Regions from separate parts of the Mus musculus genome. Here all the other regions are linked to region 1. Evidence: chromatin contacts called from public HiCAR-type and promoter capture Hi-C data. All regions are on one chromosome and are shown on one strand. The core of a region is the stretch at or near the end of the contact, and the rest is flanking DNA. Distances in the headings are between cores, read along the strand shown. Region 1 holds the start of Tars (threonyl-tRNA synthetase). Region 2 holds the start of 6030458C11Rik (RIKEN cDNA 6030458C11 gene). Region 3 holds the start of Pdzd2 (PDZ domain containing 2).

What was found. HiCAR-type assays count read pairs that join an accessible place to other places. Capture Hi-C pulls out chosen DNA fragments and counts their contacts.
Region 2: a promoter capture Hi-C map of liver shows a contact between it and region 1, with 2.9 times the contacts expected there. The contact joins the promoter of 6030458C11Rik here to the promoter of Tars in region 1. A contact is called at or near these places in 13 of 39 promoter capture datasets (the 3T3-L1 cell line, 3T3-L1-derived adipocytes, the C10 cell line and 8 more), 8 of 484 Hi-C or Micro-C datasets (B cells, CD4 T cells, CD8 T cells and 5 more), 6 of 115 datasets of contacts at active chromatin or transcription factors (T-cell acute lymphoblastic leukemia, astrocytes, bone marrow-derived macrophages and 3 more) and 2 of 9 other capture datasets (adipose tissue and liver).
Region 3: a contact with region 1 is called in a HiCAR-type map of astrocytes, with 3 times the contacts expected there. The contact joins the promoter of Pdzd2 here to the promoter of Tars in region 1. A contact is called at or near these places in 1 of 39 promoter capture datasets (hippocampal neurons) and 1 of 115 datasets of contacts at active chromatin or transcription factors (astrocytes).

What each region holds. Positions count from the first base shown.
Region 1 is chr15:11,397,911-11,401,182 of GRCm38.p6, forward strand. Tars (threonyl-tRNA synthetase) reads right to left here and starts at 1,748. Exons shown (of 19, transcript NM_033074.3): 1 at 1,576-1,748. The coding sequence starts at 1,629.
Region 2 is chr15:12,822,954-12,826,225 of GRCm38.p6, forward strand. It overlaps 6030458C11Rik (RIKEN cDNA 6030458C11 gene), which reads right to left and starts at 1,704. Exons shown (of 9, transcript NM_029998.3): 1 at 1,514-1,704; 2 at 608-753. The coding sequence starts at 1,594. It overlaps Drosha (drosha, ribonuclease type III), which reads left to right and starts at 1,862. Exons shown (of 35, transcript NM_026799.3): 1 at 1,862-1,985; 2 at 3,112-3,214.
Region 3 is chr15:12,738,264-12,741,535 of GRCm38.p6, forward strand. Pdzd2 (PDZ domain containing 2) reads right to left here and starts at 1,629. Exons shown (of 26, transcript NM_001081064.2): 1 at 1,354-1,629.

The DNA of each region.
Region 1 (3,272 bases), core at 498-2,997:
CACACTTCACATTTCAAGTAATTTTACTCACAAAGTCCCACTCTGAAGTGTTACATGCCCACTCAGGGGATGATTATCTTAAGAAGCTTCCAGCCTCAGACGAATCTCAAGAACCCAGTCGGCCTCAGAAGTAACAGGGTGGGTTTAGCAGGATTAAAAGACAGCAGGAGGGGCTGGAGAGATGGCTCAGCAGGTAAGAGCACTGACTGCTCTTCCAAAGGTCCTGAGTTCAAATCCCAGCAACCACATGGTGGCTCACAACCATACGTAATGAGATCTGACTCCCTCTTCTGGAGTGTCTGAAGACAGCTACAGTGCACTTACATATGATAAATAAATAAATCTAAATAAAAAAAATATTTAAAAAAAGACAGCAGGGAAGGAGGCAAAGGGGTAACCAAGTTATAAAACCATAAAACACCTTAAAAACATAAGGAAATAGGAACAAAATCTATCCATGTATACCTGTCATTCATCGCCTTAAATCTGTAGCTTAAAGCGCATACACAAGCATTTTAGTGATTTGCCCTATCAGGATGGAAACTCCTCTTGATGAAGACCCTAGCAACCGTCAGCAATGGTTACCTAGACAATCTGTCATATGGCCTCACCCCTTTCCAATGTTCCTTAAACCCCCATGCCATGTCACTTTTTGACAATACAATACATACATAGCACCTCCCTACAAAACTCCTGCACGTAGAGAATACTGATAGCCTCAATCGCTGCACTTCCCTCCCGTCTCTCCCTGTACAGCCGGGGCACAATTCATCCCCTGAACCTGGACAGCCCTGCCCTGCCTGATTTACCTGACCTCATTTTTCCAAACCCAATAAAACAGTCTGACTGTGCTTCTCTATAACTCAACCAAGCTAATCAGAGAAGTACGATTTTCCAGTCCTGCACATTTGGGGAGCCCCCAAAGTCAGGAATCGATCTTAACTTGTGTAGCCACCTGGACTGCCTGACTAAGTGCCAGGGCAAATAAATACACAGGGGACACAGGCACAGTTGGCTGTAAAAGAGGGGTGGGGCAGAAAACACGCCAGTGTACAAATGCTGTTCCTAACCAGTGGGTGACAGCCCAAAGCAAAGTTTAAAGGGGATGTGTGTGAAGTTATTTAGGTCGCTTCCAGCACCTGGCAGACAGAGGCTTTAATTTCAAAACAGTCTGTCAATGGGGGCATCCAGCCTTATTTAGCACCCAATCTTGGGCAAACTGGATCTGATCGCGGGGACTGGCTTTTCCTTCCTAACTAGAGCTTTTTGCTCCACGCAGTTTAGGATTTTAAAAAGTTCTTCAAATGTTCTTCCCGCTTATTTTAGTGAAAAAATACAAGCGCGGGAGTCTAAGCCCCAAATGCTTACTATCTGAGCAAACCACTCAGTCTCAATTCACAGATCTCTAGGATGAAGATGCCCCCCCACCCCCCAGACCCTGCCAGCAAGAGTTCCTAACTTATTACCCAGGGCCCCCAATACCGACTGCTCCCTGCTACTTTCCACTCCTGCCCCGCCGGGCAGTGCCGGCTCCCAGAACACATCCGCTCTCTGCACCCCACGGCGCCTGCTCACCGGCTTCTCGCCGTCCATCTTCCCCGAAGGGCTGCTAGCCTTCTCCTGCGACATGGAAGGACCACAGAGAGACAAAACCCGTGAGCTGCACCGCAGAGAAGACCCCAAGCCGGCGGTGTAGACCTACAATTCCGCACTGCGCGTGCGCCACGTGGCCACAGGCGGAACCAGCTAACCAGCTGATGCAACGGGACTCCTGGCCCCGCCCTACCTGGACACGAGGCCAATGGGCTACGCGGAGAGGCGGGTCCTCCCTTTCCTTGGCCAATAGAATAGCCGAGAATGACGAACCCTTCAAGAAATCCCATTAGTTCCAGACTGTGTAGTGAGGCGCGCAAGCGCACTCTTCCCCTTCTGACTGTAGCTTGCATGGCCTTAGCGGCCACCGTAGTGAACTTGAGCTGCTTGGACTGAGTTTCCCGGAATTGCTGGATATGGTCTCTGGCGCTCTGGTTTATCTCAGATGCGCTCTACCTGGAACGTTGGCTGATAATCTGAAGCGATGACTCAGCCTTCCTCATGAGAATAGGACCGATTTGCTGTTTGAGGGACAAGCGCCATTGATCAAAGCTTTCTCAGTGTCTCACGGAGTTTTCCCATAGACGGCACAGAGATAAAATTAACTTTTTACTTGAAGGAATAAACTCCACACAAAAGTCATTGATATCACGGGAGCTCGAGATTAGATTTTTACTACTTAAGCAAAATGCTTAGCAGAAAGTTCTAGTTGGCCTGCTTATCCTAATAGCAGCTGCCAGTTTTTGGGTTGTTCTGTGTTTTTTCTTTGCTTCACTGTGCAGCCAGGGATAGCCTCGAACTTGCAATTTAGATCTGGCTAATCTGGGAGCCTTCTGCAATAGCCACCCAAATTAGAGGATTACAGGCGTTTGCAACCATGTCCACCCAATGTCCACACCACCACCAACCTACACACACACACACACACCAGCCGAGTAGAATTGAGACAGGGTCTCACTGTATGTATAGCCCGGCTGTCCTGGAACTCGCTGAGATCCACTTGAATGTGACAAATGCCTCCTGGGTGACTCTTCAAGGAGCAGGTTCCCATTTCCAAGGAACATATTGTCCAGGGAAACAATACATTTCACAACGGCCTCAAAAAACATGAACTATCTTGGAGTAACTCAAACAAGACAAGTGAAAGATTGTACAAGAAAAACTTTAAGACAATGAAGAAAGAAATTGAGAAAATTTCAGAAAACATAAAAATCCCCCCATGTTCATAGATAAATACAGTAAAAATGGCCATTCTACCATTCTACCACAGGCAATCTACAAAGTCAAAGCAATTGCCACCAAACTTCCAACACAATTCTTTACAGAACGTAGAATGTTAAGTTTTAGATACACACACACACACACACACACACACACACACCACAAAATCACGATGGCTAAAACAATCCTGAAAAAAAATGTTGAAGGTATCACTATCACCAACCTTGTTGTGGGTATAAGAGACTCCCAGGAATCAAAGGGAGGGACCTTAGATGAAATGCCCGACAGTAGGGAGAGGGAACTTATAGAGTCCACCTCCAGCAGGAAGACAAGTGAGGGATGGGGTTGCCATCCCATAGTCACATCTCTGACCCATAATTGTTCCTGTCTGAAAGAATAATAGGGATGGAAATGGACAGGAGCCTGAGGAAAAGAAGGTCCAGTGACAGGCCCAAAAT
Region 2 (3,272 bases), core at 454-2,953, 1.4 Mb after region 1:
CCCACAAGGGGCCTTTCCCCCTTGATCACTAATTGAGAAAATGCCTTACAGCTGGATCTCATGGAGGCATTTCCTCAACTGAAGCTCCTTTCTCTGTGATAACTCTAGCCTGTGTCAAGTTGACACACAAAACCCACCAGTACACTAAGATATTAGTTATCAAGGGTAGGAATGTGTGGGGGTTTGAAAAAGAATGGACCCAAAAACTCACAAGTGGTGGTCACAAGGGAGTGGTCTCTATTAATCCAATCAAGATAATCCTCCACAGGCAAGCCCTGCAACCGACTTCTCAGATAATTCTAGACTCTGCCAAGCATCTTGACAACACTTAACCATAAATAGGCTTCAATGTAGCCCTGGCTCTCCTCAAACTGTAATTCTCCTGCCTCAGCGTTCCAAGGGCTGGGATCACAGGGATCAGCCATCGCACCTGATCCCTATTTGGCTCTTTTAGTGGGTAGAAAAAAAAATGTTCTAAATAAAAATTTAAAAGGCAAGCAAACAAACAAAAAATGCAAATGTGAGTGTAGCAAAATCTCTTGTTTATCATCTGCTATATGTTGTATTTCAAATACATAAAATATGACTAAAAAAAAAGTCACATTACCCAAAGAGTGCTTCCTTATCAAACACAGTGTCTGCTGGCATGTTCACAGGGATAAGGAGGTCTGGGTGGGAGTCCAAATGTAAGAAACTTATATTACTGTCAGGAAGATGCTTCGAACCTATGGCCCGGTATATGAAAGGCAGAACCTGTAATACAGACACACACAGTGAGAACTGCACACTGTCAAGTGCAGACAAAACAAGAAACTGCACCAACCTGAAGTGCATCAAGTGGTCAAACATGGGAACATTAAAAAAAAAAAAAAAAAAAAAAAAAAAGCTTTACCATAGATGGTTTCTGATGATAATCTCCAACCACTCACTCTAGCATTAAACTGTGTTCCAGGTACTCTAAGTTTTAGGGCATTTTCTGTCCCTTTAGGATGGTGAAGTGGGACTAGATGACTTTTTCCTCCTACATGCTATACATCCAAGTTTACCAACAAATTAAAAAGCACAGAGTAACCCAAAGTTGGGTTTGTCTCAGAGATCTTCTTTCTTTCCTCCTTTAACTTTCTCCATCAGTAAATAACCCACTTTTCCTGGGGGAAGGGGTGTATCGCAGAGCTTCACTCTTGATCCCTTTTGTTTTATATCCAGAGACCCTCCAGGGGTCCTATAAACAAATCCAGACTTGCTAGGTCGTCTTCCAGAAGTCTACCCACTTTACGACTGCACTGCCATGTTGTACATTAATAAGCGCTGAAGGCTTTCCTCTTCATATGACACGAGCTACGATTATGGTCCCTCAGGTCCTGGCTAACCCTCTCGTTAAACCGTGGGATGATGACGTTGGTGGTGGTGGGGGACAGGCTGCAGCCAGCGTTAGGTGCTGGTCAAGCCTCTGCAGGCTGCTAGGGTTCGAATCCCTCCTGCCAGGGCTCCGTGGCTTGTGTCGCCCGCTCACCTCCTGGTGATCCTCCACCACCCACACCGGGAGCTTGGTGTAGCGCCTGAGTCGCGCGCGGTCGCCTCCGGTGTCACTCATGTCTCCGCGCGTCTCAGGGAGGCCGCGGGACACGCGGGAGAGGAGCCCGGCTGCCCGAAGCCGCGCGCCCCCAAGGCACGATCGCGGCGGAAACGCGCGCTCACCCGGTTGCGCTTCCGGATTGGAGGACGACACGGTGGAAGGGCGAGTGTGAGACCTGTAGACAATGTCGATTGGTCTATACGTCCGTCACTCTCGCTGATCCGCCAATCACGGTGCAAAAGGTGCTGCGACGCGCTCCGGAGAGTTTTCCCTCCCCAGGTCCGGATTTCTCCGGTTTGCCTTTTAATTCCCGGGGCTTCCTGTTCCGGAGGCGTGGGTGGCGCCTCAGCCGTGGAGGGTGTTATAGTAACCAGGCTGGGCTTTGATGGCGGCGACCCCGGGACTCTCTGTAGGTAGACGGGGGGCGCCTGATGGGTTTTCAGAGAACGAGTATCGACCTAAACGATCCTGGGAGTTGGGTCTGGGTGGCTTCGGGGCAGCTCTGCGGCCAGGGGGAAAAGAGCGACCCGGTACAGATCCCGTAGATAGGAAGCCTTTCATCTATTTGCGAAGCGCGAGCCGTGGTCCAGGCGCGGGGCCGCCCGGCTTGCGGGGGGAGGCGAGTCCCGGAGTCCCGTACTTAACCTCGCAGGCTGGCGGGAGATGCAAACCAGCCAACGTGCTCTTCATCCAGCAGGAGGCCGGGCTGCAGGTTGAACCTGGGGAAAGTGCGGGGTTTTCAGTGACTTAAAGGCACACCTTGCAAGTCTTGTGTGTCGTCGGTCCTGGACGAGTAAACTGTTCAGAATCGCGCCCTCGGTTTCCCTGCTTTCAAAGGGCATCCCAAGAATAGGTATTTCCCACTTGCATTAAATTCATTGATTTGAACTTCGCATCCATAGTACAGTGGTACAGTATCTAGCTTTTATTTTTGGAGGGGAGTGTGTGTTGAAACAGGGTTTCTCTGTGTAGCCCTGGCTGTCCTAGAACTCACCGTGTAGACCAGGCTGGCCTCGAACTCAGAAATCCGCCTGCCTCTGCCTCCCAAGTTCTGGGTTTAAAGGCGTGCGCCACCACTGCCAGGGCCTTTGTCTAGCTTCTCTAACGGAGTGTGCCGTTTTCTCACTGTGGAGAGGTGTTAATTCCCTGACTGTTGTCCACCTCTAGCTTCAGTAGAGTCCTTTTTATTCTCCAGGACTCTCTACATCCTTACTTTATTGTATTTATCACATCGCGTTTTTCTTTTTATAGTGTTCGGGACATCGTATTACTGTTGTTATTATATAAACATTTGTATATGGGTTTTGCGATCCTTGAACTCTGCAGGCTTGTGTGCCTTATAATCTTTGAGCCTACAGAGCTTGGGAAAGCGTCTCACGTGTGCTGGCTCAGTAAGTGATGGAATCGGTGAATGTATACCTCCCAGGTGGTTTTGAAAACGCGTATTTGTGGGGAGCGGTGGAAGGGAATTGTAGTGACTTAGAGGCATGCACAATGAGGGAGAGTCAAACTTGCCTGCGGTTTACTGTGTGCAGAGACTGTGAATCCTGCAGGAATGACTGAATGAACCCTTGATTCACGGACATGCCGGAGGAGTTCAACATGGGCACACACGACTGTCACAGACGGCAGATTCTGGTAAGCTCCGTAAAAGAAGTGAGTCTACACTAAGCAGTAGCAATCTAGGAGTGAGCTT
Region 3 (3,272 bases), core at 379-2,878, 1.3 Mb after region 1:
GCGCCATTCAATATCCTTTTTCTTTTTCTAGGCGGTTATTAACTATGCCAAGGGGATGCATTTATATACCTCACATGGTTCTGATTTTTTTCCCAACACCTACCAGCCCTGCTACTCCTACCCGGTAACACACCACACAAGCTCACACCACGGTGTAGCTTTTATAGTAGCAGCAGTTCCTGGCTCATCCAAATAGAAGAAGAAATTCATGGAGCTAGAACAACCACCCACAGCCAGGGGTGTGCTCTGAGAGATTTTATTCCGCCCTCACAAGCAGTCCTCCCACACCACACCTGCCAGCGTGTACCTACCTGGCTCCCACCCAGAAGGCACGGGCCAGAAAAAGCTGACCCAGTAGAAACAGTCGAGACCCTATCGCCCAAGCCTGGAGCAGAGATGAATGTGGGAGGTTCCTCCCCCCCCCCCCCCCCAAGAGAAGTGCTGTGAAGATTCAGGGGTGTGTCTGCAAGAGAAACTCACTTTCTTTGGTCACTCCACAACCACTTAACCTTCAGGAGCTTCATTGTGACTTGTCAAGCAAAACCCATGGAAGAGGCAAGCCCCAGCTCAGGCCTCCACAATGCCCAAATCTCCAGTATATGCCTGGACTCTGGAATGCCCCAGTGTCCGACTTTCCAGTGTTTGCCACCAGCACATGCCAGACCTGGTGTGACTCCAGGGTCCCTTATCAAGAGCTATGCAGAGAGCAGGGCTGCTGAAGGGCCGCTGGTAAACTTCTGTCCAGGGTCCTAGATGCTCCCCCCACCACAATTCAGTCTTGTGCTTCATTGGGAAAGGCGGGCAGGTGGTTTTTTTTTTGGGGGGGGGGACTTCAGGAAGAAATACTTTCCTACTGGAACATCCCTTATCTCCCTGGCAGATGACATTAAACCCCCAAAGATGCCCTTGCTCTTCATGCGGACTCTTTCTCGCGCCACTTAGTGGGCAGGGGGGTTAGCGAGAGATGAAGCGCGGGAGGATGGTCCTTAAAACAGTAACTGGCTAAGGTAGAGAGACAAACCAACACACTGGGATAAGGATTCTTGGCCCGATTTAGGCGTCCCAGGCAAGGCGCCTCCGGTTATCCCGCTGTCTCCATCTCGCTCCGCCCAACCTCTCTCCTCCACTGTGCCCCTCTTACCTCCCACTAGAAGGAAGAGGAGTTTGCGCCACCTAACGCGGGGACCCACTTGGGTGCCCTCACTCGCCTCTTTGCTTGAACTGGGATCCCCACACCCGATTGTCACTGAACTTTCTCCAGCGCACACCGTCTTGGGGTTATCGAGCTCAGCTACCCCGCTAGCCCACCCGAAGCCCCACCCCCGTCGCGGCTGCGGCGCCAGGTCTCTTCACCTGTTCGCGGATCGGCGGAGGCTCGAGCCGCTCCTGGAGCGTCCAGACTCAGGCGCCGCCCGGCGGTGCCGGCGCAGCTACCGCCGCCCCTGCCACCACCACCACCGGTGCTGTTGCCGCGCCTGCCGGGAGAAGCCGCGCCGCAGGGGTTTGCTGGTTGCCGCCGGAGGCGCGATCCCGAGCGTCTTGCGATCGGTGGGGCGCTTGGAGGGCGCCCGCCGCAGCCGCCCCGCCGCGTCCCACTGCCCGCCGCTAGTACGCACTGGCGCTGGGAGTGAGCTTCTCGCTGCGCAGCGCAGGGATGCTCCGAGCCTCCAGAATGGGCGGGGATTCCTTCCCTCTGCTGGATCCGAGGGGCGGGAACTACCTTCCCGGAGTGACAGGCCCAGGGGGCGGGGATTCCCCTGCAGGAATGACAAGGTGGGCGGGGATTCCCCCGAGCAAGCCCCTGAGCGGGGAGGACCGCTCTCCCAGGGAAACAGCAGTCCTAGTGCGCCGGCTTCCTGGGGATCCTGGGAGGAACCGATCCAGGGAGACTGCGGCTCAGAAACGCCATGTAGGCAGGGCTTGGGGCGCCATCTAGGTGGAAGAACTAGAGCTAGGAGGTTTAATTTCCTTTTGCATAGCACTTAACATAGCACATAGCGGAGAAAAATGTCAATTGCCTTATCAGAGATTGGGTGGGGAGGCCCAGGGAGACCGGAGAAAAGCCAACCATCCATCCACTGGCCTCTGGTCCTTAGGATACTTAATATAGTCTTGGTATGAGCATTCCTCGGGAGAGAGAACCTCTTTGCGTCTTAAGAACCTCAGAGCTGTTAATCCTTCAATTAAGCCGCTAGAGGAAATTCCATGGGCCCCAGGATGGAGGATTTGGACGTTGTGAACCTCCTTCTGAGTGAACCTCAAGAGCTAAGGCCAACTGCCCTTCGTTTTATTCCAGGTCACTGGGAAAACGGGAGCCTCTAGCTTTTTGGATGCTTCATCCCACAGATTTTCAGGAAGTCTTCAAATATTTTTGGTTCCCTTTTTTTTTTTTTTTTTTTTTTTGTCATCCTTGTCATTCTGCCTACCACAGGGAGAGGACGATAAGAACATAATAGGGAGACCGCACGGCTCTGCAAATTAAGCTCTCTTGAGAGGAAAAAGCTGGTCTTTTTCAAGTGCTGGCAGATAAGGGTAAAAACATAGGAAAAATTACAAACCTCGGGATCATGAGTTGGTGAATAATGCTTTTGACATTTTCTGCAGAACAGTAATTGGAAATCTTTTGCTTTGAGGGAGGTGAGGATACGTTGGAGCATGGCTAGGCTCTAGATTTGCCCAGCAAAGCATTAAGAGCTGCTCTCTTGGAAGAGCAGCTACGTCACCTGCAGCCCTCATGGAGTGTCCCTCAGCACCAGAGACCAGAGTAGACCCAAGGCGTTTCTAGATAGTATTTTCAGCAAGTGTTGGGGTTCTTGGATTCAGCTTTTCCTTGGCGTTTATAATTCCCAATCCACAGAGATCAATGTCTATACAAATCCAGGCCTGGGTATTATAAACGGCAGTCTTCACCGCCTGAAAGCTTCTCCTCCTGTCTATAGAGAAAACCCTTACCATGCAGAACGGAGCAGTGGATTGTTCTGTGTAGCGCTTAGGAGGTGTTCAATGAAATAGGCACCATTGCCTAGAAAGGTGTTATTAGGATGCCACTAAAAATCCTCCCACAATTATGCAGTGCTATCTGTTTGTTCAGCGATCCCAGGCTCAGCTGCCACCACCCCCTCCCAATCTCAGGAGCCATGAAGAGGCCACCTGTGTCTTTTAAGCCTCTGTACTCCCCACCTGGCACAGCGCTGCTATGCATCCAGCTCGCAACTGAATATGCAAATGGTCACCACTCCAAAGGTTCTCATTGCTCCCTCTCACTCAGCCGG